Regions from separate parts of the Gossypium hirsutum genome. Here regions 1 and 3 are each linked to region 2. A link is a contact called in public Hi-C data. All regions are on one chromosome and are shown on one strand. Each heading gives the region's core, a stretch centred on a gene start, on an enhancer-like site or on the middle of the called end of the contact. The rest is flanking DNA. Distances are from core to core; before and after follow the strand shown. Region 1 holds the start of LOC107950897 (EPIDERMAL PATTERNING FACTOR-like protein 1). Region 2 holds the start of LOC107950449 (histone H4). Region 3 holds the start of LOC107950438 (polyadenylate-binding protein 2).

Evidence for each region. Hi-C and Micro-C count contacts between places; a contact is called where the count stands out from the background.
Region 1: a Hi-C map of leaf shows a contact between it and region 2, with 3 times the contacts expected there. The contact joins the promoter of LOC107950897 here to the promoter of LOC107950449 in region 2. A contact is called at or near these places in 14 of 34 Hi-C or Micro-C datasets (anther, callus, fibers and 4 more).
Region 3: a contact with region 2 is called in a Hi-C map of leaf, with 2.3 times the contacts expected there. The contact joins the promoter of LOC107950438 here to the promoter of LOC107950449 in region 2. A contact is called at or near these places in 2 of 34 Hi-C or Micro-C datasets (both in leaf).

The regions. Positions count from the first base shown.
Region 1 is chrD03:5,044,622-5,049,266 of Gossypium_hirsutum_v2.1, reverse strand. LOC107950897 (EPIDERMAL PATTERNING FACTOR-like protein 1) reads left to right here and starts at 2,801. Exons shown (of 2, transcript XM_016885814.2): 1 at 2,801-3,207; 2 at 3,290-3,722. The coding sequence starts at 3,115. The coding sequence ends at 3,553. LOC121215315 (a long non-coding RNA gene) reads left to right here. Exons shown (of 3, transcript XR_005911080.1): 1 at 1-383; 2 at 623-687; 3 at 991-1,829. It overlaps LOC107950443 (mediator of RNA polymerase II transcription subunit 18), which reads left to right and starts at 4,317. Exons shown (of 5, transcript XM_016885291.2): 1 at 4,317-4,496; 2 at 4,615-4,645. The coding sequence starts at 4,461.
Region 2 is chrD03:4,913,447-4,917,793 of Gossypium_hirsutum_v2.1, reverse strand. LOC107950449 (histone H4) reads right to left here and starts at 2,332. Exons shown (of 1, transcript XM_016885298.2): 1 at 1,676-2,332. The coding sequence starts at 2,296. The coding sequence ends at 1,808.
Region 3 is chrD03:5,086,421-5,090,565 of Gossypium_hirsutum_v2.1, reverse strand. It overlaps LOC107950438 (polyadenylate-binding protein 2), which reads left to right and starts at 1,751. Exons shown (of 6, transcript XM_016885284.2): 1 at 1,751-2,080; 2 at 2,169-2,271; 3 at 2,670-2,740. The coding sequence starts at 1,958.

The sequences.
Region 1 (4,645 bases), core at 1,552-4,051, 130 kb before region 2:
CTTATGAAGCATGATTAAATCCATCTTTCACTAAATTCCATCTTAGCTTTAGGTCGATGTTTTTTCCGGTCAGGAATCGTGAGATAAGTATCCATACTAAAAATCTTTCTAATTGGTATTCACATTTTTCTTAAGTATCGGGATTAACAACTCATTCCTTAAAGTTAACTCGATTTCAAGTCAAAAAGTACACGTTGGGTTGGAGTCGTGTTTGCTGACAGTTGGAGAAACGAGTCGGTCTTCCTATATTCGAATCTCCAAGACCAAATCAAGGAAGAAGTGATCGGGTTTAAACGACCCATGCGGTTGAGGCTGTTAATTCGAGTTGGGTTCTTCAGAGCGCAAGAATGCCAGAATCTTGAATCTGGAACACGTGTATCTCAGTTAGGACGTTCTTAACTGTTATAACAAACTTATTGTTTGGAGGAAAAAATTAATTTTCAAGGATCAATTCTCAAATCCGGAGTCCACCGAGTCTATGGCTAAGACTTATTATCCTTGATTACAAAATCTAAATTTAATTTCCAATTTAATTTCTAATTTAATTAATTATTTATGTTGTTTCAATTATTTAGTTTCTAAATATTTCAAAACTCCCCTGATTTATTTGTTTATTTTTTAGCAGGTCCATTGGAGTCGTGGGCACGACTTTTGCCACGACAAAAATTCTGATCACAAGTTAAACACGTAAGTTGATTATAACATTCAATCTCTGTGAACTCGACCCTACTATCACTCTTTAGTACTATTAGAGTTATTTTATTGTAGGAATTATTTTTGATAGTTTCGACACCCATCAATAATTTAAAGTGGACGGGGAGGATTGGAGCAACCTTTTCGAATTCTTTTGCTGGAGAATATGGAAACGAAGTAATGTTGTGGTTTTCTCGAGTGAGACTCGTTGGTTTGAAGATGCAGTTGAGTGTAGTATTAGCTGGGCTAAAATTTTCAAGCAATATAACCATGTTTATTCTTCTACTTGCGTGCTAGATTCAAGGCATGAAGAATGAAGACCACCACTTGCAGGATGGGTCAACTTAAATACGGATGGTTCATGCCAATTAAATTCTCAATGTGTAGGTTCAGGTGGTTTATCGGGAGATAGTACAGGTAGATGGTTGTTGGGATTTATAAGGTGTTTGGGGGCTATTTTCCACTCCAAGTAGAGTTATGGGCTACGTTCGGTGGTCTCTCGTTAGTTTGGAACGAGGGTTATCGAAATGTGTTTCTTGAGATGAAAATGATAATAGCTGCTCCGTTGTTTCAAGCATCAGGGGATTATTGGACTGTCAATGGAATGTTAAAATTGAATCTGTGTATAGGGAAGGCAATGTGGCTGCAAACTGCTTGGCTCATGGGCTCTAATGCTGGTTATGATTTATGCATTTTAAGGGATGTTCCTCATAGGTTGAGCCCATTCTGTTTGATGATTAATCTGGTATTGCTCGTGGGCAAATGTGCCCCGATGCTACGCCTAATAGTTAAGGCTGTGTAGCCTCTTTTATTGATCCAAAAAAGAAAAAAGGTCCAAAGTCTTACAATAGATACTTTGATCGGATCGAAGGTCAATTAGAGATTAGAATTTTTCTTAAGCTCATTTTGTTATTTTATTTTGCTAATTATTCTTTATAATTTTAATCGAGCATAGGAATGCATAGAAAATTCGGTAAAATTCTAATTCATGTACCCTAAGAGCTATGCACTTGTTTAAGGTGCTTTTGGATACCAAGCAATATTGGGATCAAAGTGAGTCTTGAAGCAAACCTTCCCTTCTTTTTTGGGGTCAAATTATTGAAGCAAAAATGACAATTTTGTAGTTATTAAATGCTGGAAATTAATTACTACTACCTCCCCTTACGCATTTTTCACCCATTTCCAAGTACCCCCCAAAAAAAACAATTTAAATTGTACGATTTAGTTTTAATACTTTAATTCGGTCAATTTTATTTTTTATATTTTCTGAATTGGCCAATTTTTATTTTTGTACTTTTTAAAATTTAAAATTTCAGGCTTGACCTAGATGGTAACATTTAAATTCGTTTGACTAAATTTTGTTATTGACTTTGCACTATAATAAATTTGTAAATTTAGTCCATAGTCTCCAATTTGATCATTTTTAGTCGTCATATTTTTCAGATTCTGATATTTTAGTCTTGATTCAAACGATGGTCATTAATTGACTTTTTTTGTGAGTAATATATAAAAATAATAAACAAACATGACATTACACATGAAATAATATATTTGTTGCATAATATTTTAGAAATAGTAGAACTTAATGAATTCAATAACTACCATTGGTCAGGATTAAAATTTTAAAATTCGAAAAGTATAATGACCAAAAATGAGGAAATTGAAATATATGAACTAAATTTTCATGCACAACACACAAAATAATAGTAAAATTTAACCAAAAGAAGCTTTAGCCTTCTTAATAGTTAAAATGAGATAGACATAACCATGTGATGTGATATGGTGGTTGCGCACATCATCCCTTAATAATATGATTGGAGTTTGAACCCCACTTATGAGAATATAACATATTTCATGATCAACTGATTACTTTTTTGAAAAGCATTAGTGGTGAATAAATTAATTTGATTATTACTAAAATCAGAGATAAACCCAATCCAATGAAGTAAGAGAAAAGTGATTAAAGTCCTTAATGGTATTTCAACCACGAATGTTGAAACATTTGCATGTAATTCCCAATTTATAAAAGATAAAATTAGAGTTATTTGGTCCCCCTCCCCTTCCTTTCTAATGCAGATTCTCCCAATTTGTTTGCCAATTCCGTATTGTTCTTTTCACTCTTCTGCCACACTTCCCGCCCTCTCTCTCTCTCTCTCTCTCTCTCTCTCTCTCTCTCTCTCCCATGTACATTAATGCTTAGACCACCACCCACCACCACATACACCAATTTATGAAACCTTCCCTTCCTTTTCTTCCTACTCACTTTTCTCATTGCTGACCCTATTTCTTATCTATCTTGCTTTGGATTTTTTACTTCGCAGCAGAAGTAAGTTAGTTTCATATGTACTTGAAGTTAGAGTTCCATTACTATTCCCATCTTTTTAGTTTACTTCCTTGGTTACATGAAACCCTTTCATCATCATGACCTCACTTGTTTCTCCCCTCCTTAACACCTTCACATTTCTTTTGGCCCTTTCCTTTCTTCTTTCCTCTCCAACCTCTTCCCTTGTTCAGGTTAGGTTTCAGCTCATATATCTTTCATTCTTTTCACCATGTTTATATATTTGATCTTTGATGATGTTTGGGTTTTCAACAGGGTTTATATTTTGAAGACAAAACAAGGTTGGGATCAACTCCTCCAAGCTGCCACAACAGATGTAATGGATGCCACCCTTGCAAGGCAGTTCAAGTACCTACTACACCATTACTTAGCCATAACCACCAATTTCAACCACCTGGTTCGAGCAAAGCAATCACTAATCCCATGGAGGTTTTTTACCCATCATCAGGCAGTCAATACTCTAATTACAAGCCCCTTGGTTGGAAATGCCACTGTGATGATCACTTTTACAACCCTTGAAAAAGATCAAGCCTTTTAGCATGTAAAAGAAAATTGTTTAATAGGTGATTTTGGTGTGTTTCTGGGAAGTTTTTTCTTCAGATTTTTAGCATTAATGTATACATTATTGTATCTTATAATCATTATGTACATAATTCTCCTCAACTTAGCTTTTGATTTTGTCCGCTTCTCCCCTTATCTTCTCGGGATTTTCACGCCCTCCTTGCTTTGGATATACCTTAATTACTTATTTGTTTTGAATATAACAACTTTAACCCTCAATATTTTTACATTATGTTAATTTAGTCTTGATTCTAAAAAATTTAACCCTCAACATTTATAAATTATGTAAATTGGTCTATTTATTTTTCAATTTTACTTTTCTTTATGATCGTTTAAAAAAATAAATTTATCAACTAAATTTAAAAAATATACCAAAAATATAACCACTAAAAATTTAAAATAATAATTTTCATCTTTTCTTATTATTTTAAACCTAATCTTCAATGTCATAAATAAAAATAAAATTACAAAAAATAAAATAAAATTGCACAATATGTAAATGCTGAAAATTATTTTTTTTGAAATTAAGACTAAATTGTCATAATATAAAAATATTAAAGGTTAAAATTACTATTGTACTAATTTTAAAATCTGTAAAGATATCTTCGATAAATGACCCAAAAAAAATTTTAATAATCGAGTGATCAGCAATGTAATTTATCCTAAAATTAGAAACTCTAATAATATTTAAAGTTGTTTCCACCCATATTTTAGTTCGGGTCGGGTAACATCTCGGGCCAAGCAATGCCCGTATTACCATTCGTATAACGAACTGAGCTCGAACCGGATTTTAAGAAGAGCAAGGGTTTCGCAGTGAGCTTACTGGTTGCATTTCTTCGTTTAACATTGAAAAAAACTTGTAAAAATGGAGTGCGTAGTTCAAGGAATTATAGAGACACAGGTAAAAAAATTCACACCCAAAATCATTATTTTATTTCTATTTTAGAAATTTTCTAAATTTGGGGATTGATTTAAACAGATTTGTTTTTGTTCTCTTTTTTTTTGGGTGAGATTTGCAGTATGTTGAGGCACTTGAAATTCTACTTCAAG
Region 2 (4,347 bases), core at 1,083-3,582:
GAAATGGTAGAACTTACTAAGCTTAACAGTTATCGTTTGATAAGGATTGAATTTTAAAATTCAAAAGGTATAGAAGCAAAAAAAAAACAATTTAAAGTATATAAACTAAATCACAACGTACGAATAGCATGGAGACAAATAAAAAATTTTAACTAAATTTTTTATTTATTTTATTTAATTTAACATTTTAAATCTATTGTCGGCAGAGTCTTAGTTCATTTGGCTTCGGTATTATTACTAGTGTAGGAGGACATAGGTTCAAGTGTGCTGGAGCATGTTTATCTTCTTATTCAAGGGTTAGAAAGGGATTATGCTTAGTTTTAAGCATTGTATACAAAAAAAAAACATTTTAAATCTATCCATATTTGGCATCTCGTGGAAAGATGCTTTCATTATTTTCTTTAATGCAACTTTCAATATAATCACAAGTTGATTATATTTGATGCATTGCTAGTATATAAGTGTCGTTAAAAATGTTTTCGATTTGCACTTGTTCCAACTTTATTGTTCTAATGATGTTGCAATACAAGCTAGAACCAAAGGGTTTGCTAAGTCAAAGGGATAAAATCAACACACAATATTTTTTAACTCAATTCAAATTCATAAATCTTAAGTCTACGGAGCCTTACTTAGAAAATGATTTTATTCAACATTTCATTTTATACAAATTGTTGCATATTACTCTCCCAATAAATAATTATAACCCCAAAATCAAACCCAAATGGTTTCATATCACTATCCCAAAATACCCCACTTTACATTCAATATCTTTTCATAAAAAAGTCCGTGTCTAAATACACTCAACACAATTAATGAAGAAGTCAACCAACAACTTATTTCTAAGCTAATGCAAGAGTCCCTCTAATATTTTCATAGGCTTGAAAGCATTTATAAACATGTCTTTCATCATCTTCAAATACTCTCTTAAGGATAAGATAAGCATATTCAACACTTCAAATTTCTTCCTTCCCTTTCAAATCAATCATTTGAAAGATAAAAGATCATAACATGTTGTACCAGGAAATTTCACTTTCATTTACTTCTTAAATCATTTAAAGGGAAAGTTATTTATATTTTAATTCACAAATTAATGATATTTAAAATTATTTTATCTAAAATATTAAACTATAAAAAAATACTAATAATTTAGTCATCTTAATGTGTATTTTACCCAAAAAATTGTGATGTCTTCAAATAGGCTATTTTTAAGGGTCTTCACTCTCGGATTTGGGCTTTTTTCACTCCATTTTTAATTTAATTTTTCGGGACACAATATTATGCCAATATCTAACATTTACTGCATCCAAACCCTTGACTCTTCGAAAAATGACTGCACATAAAAATAAGAAACAAACAAACAAAAGACCTAAAACCTGTTCTCTACCAAATTTACCAACCAAGATACGCCATTCTTTTTGCTTTTGAGAGAAACTACAACTATTAAGGCAAGCTTAATTGCTGACATGATTTACGGTTCAATTCTTCACATATTTTTTTGTGGGAAAAGGCTAATAATCGATTGTTGACTTAGTTGCCATATTTTTCAAGATTTATATAACATTTAACGAGCCTTAACAGATTCCGCAAGAAACCGAAACGCAGAGCAGCGATTATACCTATAATTTCAGGCGAACCCTAAATATTTTAGAACTGAGATTCAAAAACCAAAACCAAATTAGCTTTTGAAACGAGATTTTCAGAGAAATTCATCGTAATTCGAAACGAAAATACATTAAACTAAAGAGAAAATCCAAGAAAAAAAAGCCTACAAGAAACTGTTACAAAATAGAAACCCTAAAATCCAAAATCAACCACCGAAACCGTAAAGAGTCCTTCCTTGTCTCTTGAGAGCATAAACGACATCCATAGCGGTAACAGTCTTACGCCTAGCGTGCTCCGTATAGGTTACGGCATCACGTATAACGTTTTCAAGGAAGATCTTGAGAACACCACGAGTTTCCTCGTAGATCAAGCCACTAATCCTCTTCACGCCGCCTCTACGAGCTAATCTCCGAATCGCCGGCTTGGTGATGCCCTGAATGTTATCTCGGAGAACCTTCCTATGCCTCTTAGCTCCTCCCTTTCCTAATCCCTTGCCTCCTTTTCCACGGCCCGACATTTTTGAAAAATCGAAGAGCTCTTTTGTCACAGAAAATTGGGAATTTTTTTGAACGCTTGAAAGCGAGGGATGTGGAGCGGGGTTTAAATAGGGGTTCTTTTTTTTGTTATGGATAGAGGAAAAGAATATGAACTGTTGGATTTGAACGATATCTGACGGTTGATATTGGTGATCCATAGCTTTTGATATTATTGGCTGAAAATGTAAGAGGAGTGGTCGTTTATCTAATGGTTAGTGAGTCGATTCATAGTGTGGTTTGCGTGTGTTTGCGCGATTTTGAACCGTGGATTAGGCTCTCATCTACGGTTCTCTTATAGTTGAAATTAACATATACAGTAGTATTTTCTTTTTCAAAATTTTAGTGGATTCTTCAATCATTTTGAATTATTTTATTTTTATTGTTGAGAAGATAATCACTAATTTCGAATATAAATAATAAAACAAACATAAAAAATATATAAAAAGAATTAGTTAATAATTATAAAATTTATATTTACATATAGATATAGTTTTAGATATATAATTAAAATATATTTATATATATATAAATTTTTTTGTTACTGTAGCGACTTAAAATTTTGTACGGGCGCTAGTCGAGGCGATTATTGAAAATTTAAAAAACAGATTCTCAATTTTATTTTTATTTTTTAAAGAGAGTCGCCATTGATTTTTTTCTAGGTGTGATCGGACACCTAATAAATTCTTTTTTTAAAAGAAAACTTATTATTTTTTAAAATTTTCTAAAAAAAAGAGTCAATTTTAGGTTCACGTCGAAATCAAGAGAAAATTAGGGTTTAGGAGTCAATTATACACGAGAAAGGTATTAGCACCCTCGTGACGCCCAAAATTAGTATCTCGTTAAGCGCGTGTTGTCTTAATTTTAAAAATACGAGTTCAATTTAATATTTAATCGTGATCCGATTTTTTTGTTTTTTTAACGAGAATTTTGATAAATTACATATTATTATATTATATATATTTTTAAAAAATAATTTGACAACTATTGAAAAATTACAAAAATAGAAATTTGATTTTTTTAAATGCGAGAAAAAACTTTTTTTTTTGAATTTATCAATTTTTAGAAGTGGCGTCCCGTATTTAACACGAGCTAATGATATTCACCCAACATAACAATGAAATCAATGTCTTAATGTCAAATCGATCTGTTGCCTTGTGTATTAAAATTTTTTAAATTAAAAATTGCAAATAAATTAACATAATAATATTTCTAAAATAAAAAAAGAAAAATATTTAAAAACGCCGATAATATTAAAAACGAGATGTCATCAAAATATATGAACTAAATTAAAAATGAGTAAAAATAAATTACCGAAAAGCCCAAAATTACGGGCTTGATCAAACGGGTTATATGACTCAGGCTCTTTTTTTCCCCTTTTTTTCTGCTGTTGGGCCTGCTGGGAACTGGGCTGCCTACTGCTGGGCTGTCTGGCCTGCTTGCTGGGTGCTGGCTGGCCTGCTGGGTTGGCTGATACCGGGTCGGGTCGGGTTGTCGATGGTCGGTCGGGTCAGGTCGGAGCGACCCGACTGTTTTTTTCTTTCCTTTTTCTTTTTCTTTTTTTTCCTTTCTTCTTCTTTTTCTTTCCTTTTTCTTCTTCTTCTTCGGGCCGAACCCTAACCCGCCGCCGTCGCCGCTGCTTCCTCCGTCTGGCGTAGCTCCCTATTCTTCTTCCTCCTTTTTTCTTCTTTCTCTTCTTTTCTCTCTTCTCCTTTTTTTTTTTGCTATGTTTTTTTCTTGGGTGTTTTTTATTAATTTTTTTTGCTTGATTTGCTTTGCTCACGATTTTTTTTGCTTCATTTGTTGTTTTTATTGTTGATTTTTGAGAGATTAGGTGGCTAGGGAGGAGGGGGGTCATGCCTTAGGCCAGAGGTTGGAAATCACGGAGGGCAAGTGCGCAAACGGATGGTTTTTTAGTCAAAATGGAAATGAAAACTAAAAGAAAAAGGAGACCAAGAGTTCTTCTTTTCTAGTTCAATGATTAATCTGATGTATTGGTTTTGGTTCTGTCGGGAAACCAAATTAACATTTTCTTTTAATTAATTTAGAAAATTCAATTAATTAAATTTATTTAATTTAGAACTCAATTAATTTACTTGGTTAGACATCTATGTTGGCATTTAAAATCCATTTTAATTAACTGCTACGTCGGACTACCATTTGGGAGGTAATAGATCTTAACGATAGAGTGAACATTTTGTAATAAAACGAT
Region 3 (4,145 bases), core at 502-3,001, 170 kb before region 2:
TTTAATTTGAGATTATAATATTGTGATTGAAAAATATTTTTATGAAATTATTTAAATATGATTTTGGATATATTAGTTAAGTACACTATTATTTATAATTTAATGGTACCTAAATTGATATGAAATATTTTTTTTTATTGAAGAGCAATATTGAAAATAAGATAAATATCTTATATTTTCAATTCAAATTTGAAGTAATGTTATTTTTTTAATTTCACTTAAAAAGAAAAAGAAAAAGAAAAATGAAATTTATTTTATGAAATTTTATATATAAGATGTTTAAAAATAAATTAATTTTAAAAAATTCTAATTAGAAATAACAATCAATCTAATAAGCCAGTTTGAGCGAATAAATACATTTATAATATATATAGTAAAACGCAAACCTAAAATGTGAAAAATATAGGTTTAGCGTAAGCATTACTTCTTTTAATAAGGTTTTCACATGGTGTAAGCATATATTCACATGTTTGTGCTGTTTATCATAAAAAAATTATAAAGTATTAATAAATAAGTAAAACAATTATAAGTACGTGCTAATACTCAATTGTTTGGGGTTTCAATTTTTTATAATTTATTTAATTAATTATAATAGTTAATTTAAATTTATTTTTAAATGATAATTATTTTTAAATTTCCAAACTTTAATTTATTATGATTATTTATGATATATTAATCTTAAATTGAATAGTGAGCTAGCACGTGGATTAATTATTTTAAATAATATACTTTGAAAGTGATTTGTGTTAGAGTTATGTGATCCGAATTTTTGTTAAAGAAATAATTCACGTAAAACCTATGTGTTTTATTTTTATTTTTTATTATTTTGTGATCATTCTATATTGTCATTATCGACGTTCAATTTTAACAAATTGTATACGAATCTTGAATTAATTATAAGTGATTGTGTAGGTTAATTATTTTAAATACATCATTTAAATTTAAAATATAATTAAGTACTAAAGTGAAATTTCCCTAAATTGAATTGTTATAAAATAAAGTTTCCATCCACCCTTAACAACAACAATTATACCAGTTTTAGGATTAAAAAAAAACAAATTGAGTACCAATAAGGCATTAAATTGAGGGGTCAAATATAAGAGTAAGTAAAATCTGATTCGATTTAAAAAATTTGATAAAAAATTAAATTTTGAATTAAAAAGTTCGAGCTAATCGAGTTATTCGGGTAAAGTAGAATAAAAAAATCAATTTTTCGGTTTAACTTGAATATGAATTATACAATTCGAGTTATCCAAGAATCCAAATAAAAAAAGGTAAAACTGCGTCGTTTTAATAAATGTTTACGCATCAACTTTACTTATGTAGTTAAATAATATTGTACTTCGTCTACTAGTTAAATAATCAGTCCATGTAAACACAACATTGAGTATAAATAATACTATTCGTTAACTCCACTCAAAATTTTTTAACTCGAAAATGTTTAACTCGATTTGACTCCTAATTCAAATGTGTGTTGAGCTAAATTATATTATTATAAAAAATATGTATGAAATAAATAAATAAAATAATTACGGGTTATATACTTTCAACTTTACCAATTAAAATAGAACTTAATTTAAATTTTACATAATTAAAAAATAATTTTCATGAATATTATAGGTGGAAAAAATAAATAGAAGAAAATAACAGTATCAAAGTCCATTAGAACTGAAGGAGGCCCAAACCCAAGAAATCCAGCAGCAGGAAGCGACATCGTTTAAATACCTTGGAGTTGGAAAGGCTTAATAACATTTGCAAATTGCAAACAAAAAATAACCCTGGGCCACTTATCACCGTTGATCTTCCATCATCGTACGGATATGATCGCATGAACCGAAATCCTTCGTTTCTAATAGAAGTTTAACCACTGAAGAAAGTACTAACAGACTTGGGAGACTCTTTCTAGAAGAATCAGAAAAATAAACAGAGAGAGGGAAAAAAACAATAAAGAGAAAAAATGGATGAAGAGGAGCATGAGGTGTACGGAGGGGAAATCCCCGACGAAGGAGAGATGGAGGGCGAATTGGACCCTCAGAACGCCGACGTCGACATGTCCGCCGCCGATGAAGACGCTGTCAAGGTAATTATTTAAAAAAAAAGAATTAAAAACCCTAACCCAAGACTGTACTTTGTCTTTTTTGGTTACTCTTGTTGTTTGATTGTGGTAGGAATTGGACGAGATGAAGAAACGGTTGAAGGAAATGGAAGATGAAGCGGCGGCACTCCGGGAAATGCAGGCCAAAGTCGAGAAGGAAATGGGTGCTGTTCAAGGTTTTTCTCATCTTTCCTTGCCTTTTTTAGTGTTTTTATTGGGATATTTATATGATCTGAATTTTCTTGTTAAGTTATGATGTTAGGGTTTAAGATTTTGGTTCTCTGGATTATATTATTTTCTTTTTTAGTTTGATAAATCTATCGAATCTGAAACTTCAAAGTTAGTTTTTAAAATGATAATTGAATATTATTTATTTTTTCAAGTGGTTCTATCGTAGTAATAGTTTATAGATTTTAGTGGGGAATTCTAACCGGTAGTTATAGCCTGGATGTTTGTCAGTTCTATCTATATTTCAAGGTGTGAGATATGTTTAGTCTTTTTAATCATTTTTGTCTAATATTAATCTAAATTTGACATTTGTTCGAAAACGAACCCTTTACCCTTTCTATCACAGATCCCGCTGGTGCAACAGCTAATCAGGCGAGCAAAGAGGAAGCAGATTCACGATCAGTTTTTGTTGGCAATGTGAGATAAATAATGTCTATTTTCATTTTAGTTTTTACCTTAAGACTTGTAGCATGTTGTCTTTGTAGATATAACATCTACATGGTGAACCTTGCGTTATTAACTGCTTTGATATTTCTTGAAATTGGGGTGGGTGGTTTTACTATCTTGTCTGTTAACTTTTTAACATCCATTTATGTGCTGGTATGTTTACCCTATCTTATATGTTTCCCGTCCTACTGTTGACATTTAGTACATGTTTTCTGAATTGCACCATCGGATTATTTTGTTTGGTATAAGTTGTGTCCCTGAACTTATAAAAGAACTTGAGACATCATCCAATACAGGGTTGGCCTGGATAAGATCTTCCAGATATATTATCATTCATATGAATTACGTCATTTGGCATGATTTTTGTTTTAAAATTATTACCTTTAATTTATGGGATAAATTCCAAGGGCTTAGGGAGGATGTGGAACTACTAAAACTCCTAGATTTTTTAGATTTAGATCGGCGTAAACTCTAAAGAGCAGAGCGGAATAAAAAAAAAATCTGTGCATGAGCTGATGTCTAAACATTTTTCTTTGAAAGAAATTCCTTTTTAGCTGCAAACACTAAAATATTTGGAATGGATACACTACTCTGTTCTTACTCTTTGGTTGTTTTTCCTGCATCTGTAACCTTTTCGTTTATCCGTTTTGAGTTATCGCTTTTTGTATAGGCCATTATTGTATAAATATGTTATCTTGTATTCAACACCTTTTTATCCCGTATTCTTCTCCTTTTTATGTTTTTAGTTACCTATAGTAATAGTTATTCATGACTTCTGTATTTTGTTTCTCTCTACCTTTCCTTCTTCTAGGGCTTAACTAAATGGCTTCAGATGACATTTTCTATTCATTTCTGGGTGACTTTGGATTGGATGTGGGTACTTCTCCACAATAGAATCATGGTTTGACCTTAATGTCTTACTATGATCGCAGGGTTGTTAATTTTCCTCGACCTGCCTTTGTGTTATCGCTGGAATAGTTACAATGTTTTCGAGGGTTGGCCAAAAGCTTTTTTTTCCTTTTAGATAACATTGTACTTAAAGATAGTAAAAGTGATTTCTATATGTTAAATTTCAAAAAAGCAAATAAGAGAAAAAAAAGTGAGAAAATGAGGGGTAAAATTCTTCAAATATTTCATGGAAAAAAGAAAAAGAAAAGTGATGAAGGAACATGTTGAATGAGAAAAATATAGAGAGAAAAAAAAGAGGAAAAAAATTGAAAGAAATTGTATGTGAAAAAAAGGAGAAAAAAGTATCAATATGATGGAAATTTTGATTAGTTATATGTGTTGATTATATAAAATTTAGTGTAAAAATCAGGGAGATAAAGGCATTATATACCAGTCCCTGAAAAGTGTAACTGGGCTTGTTTGGACT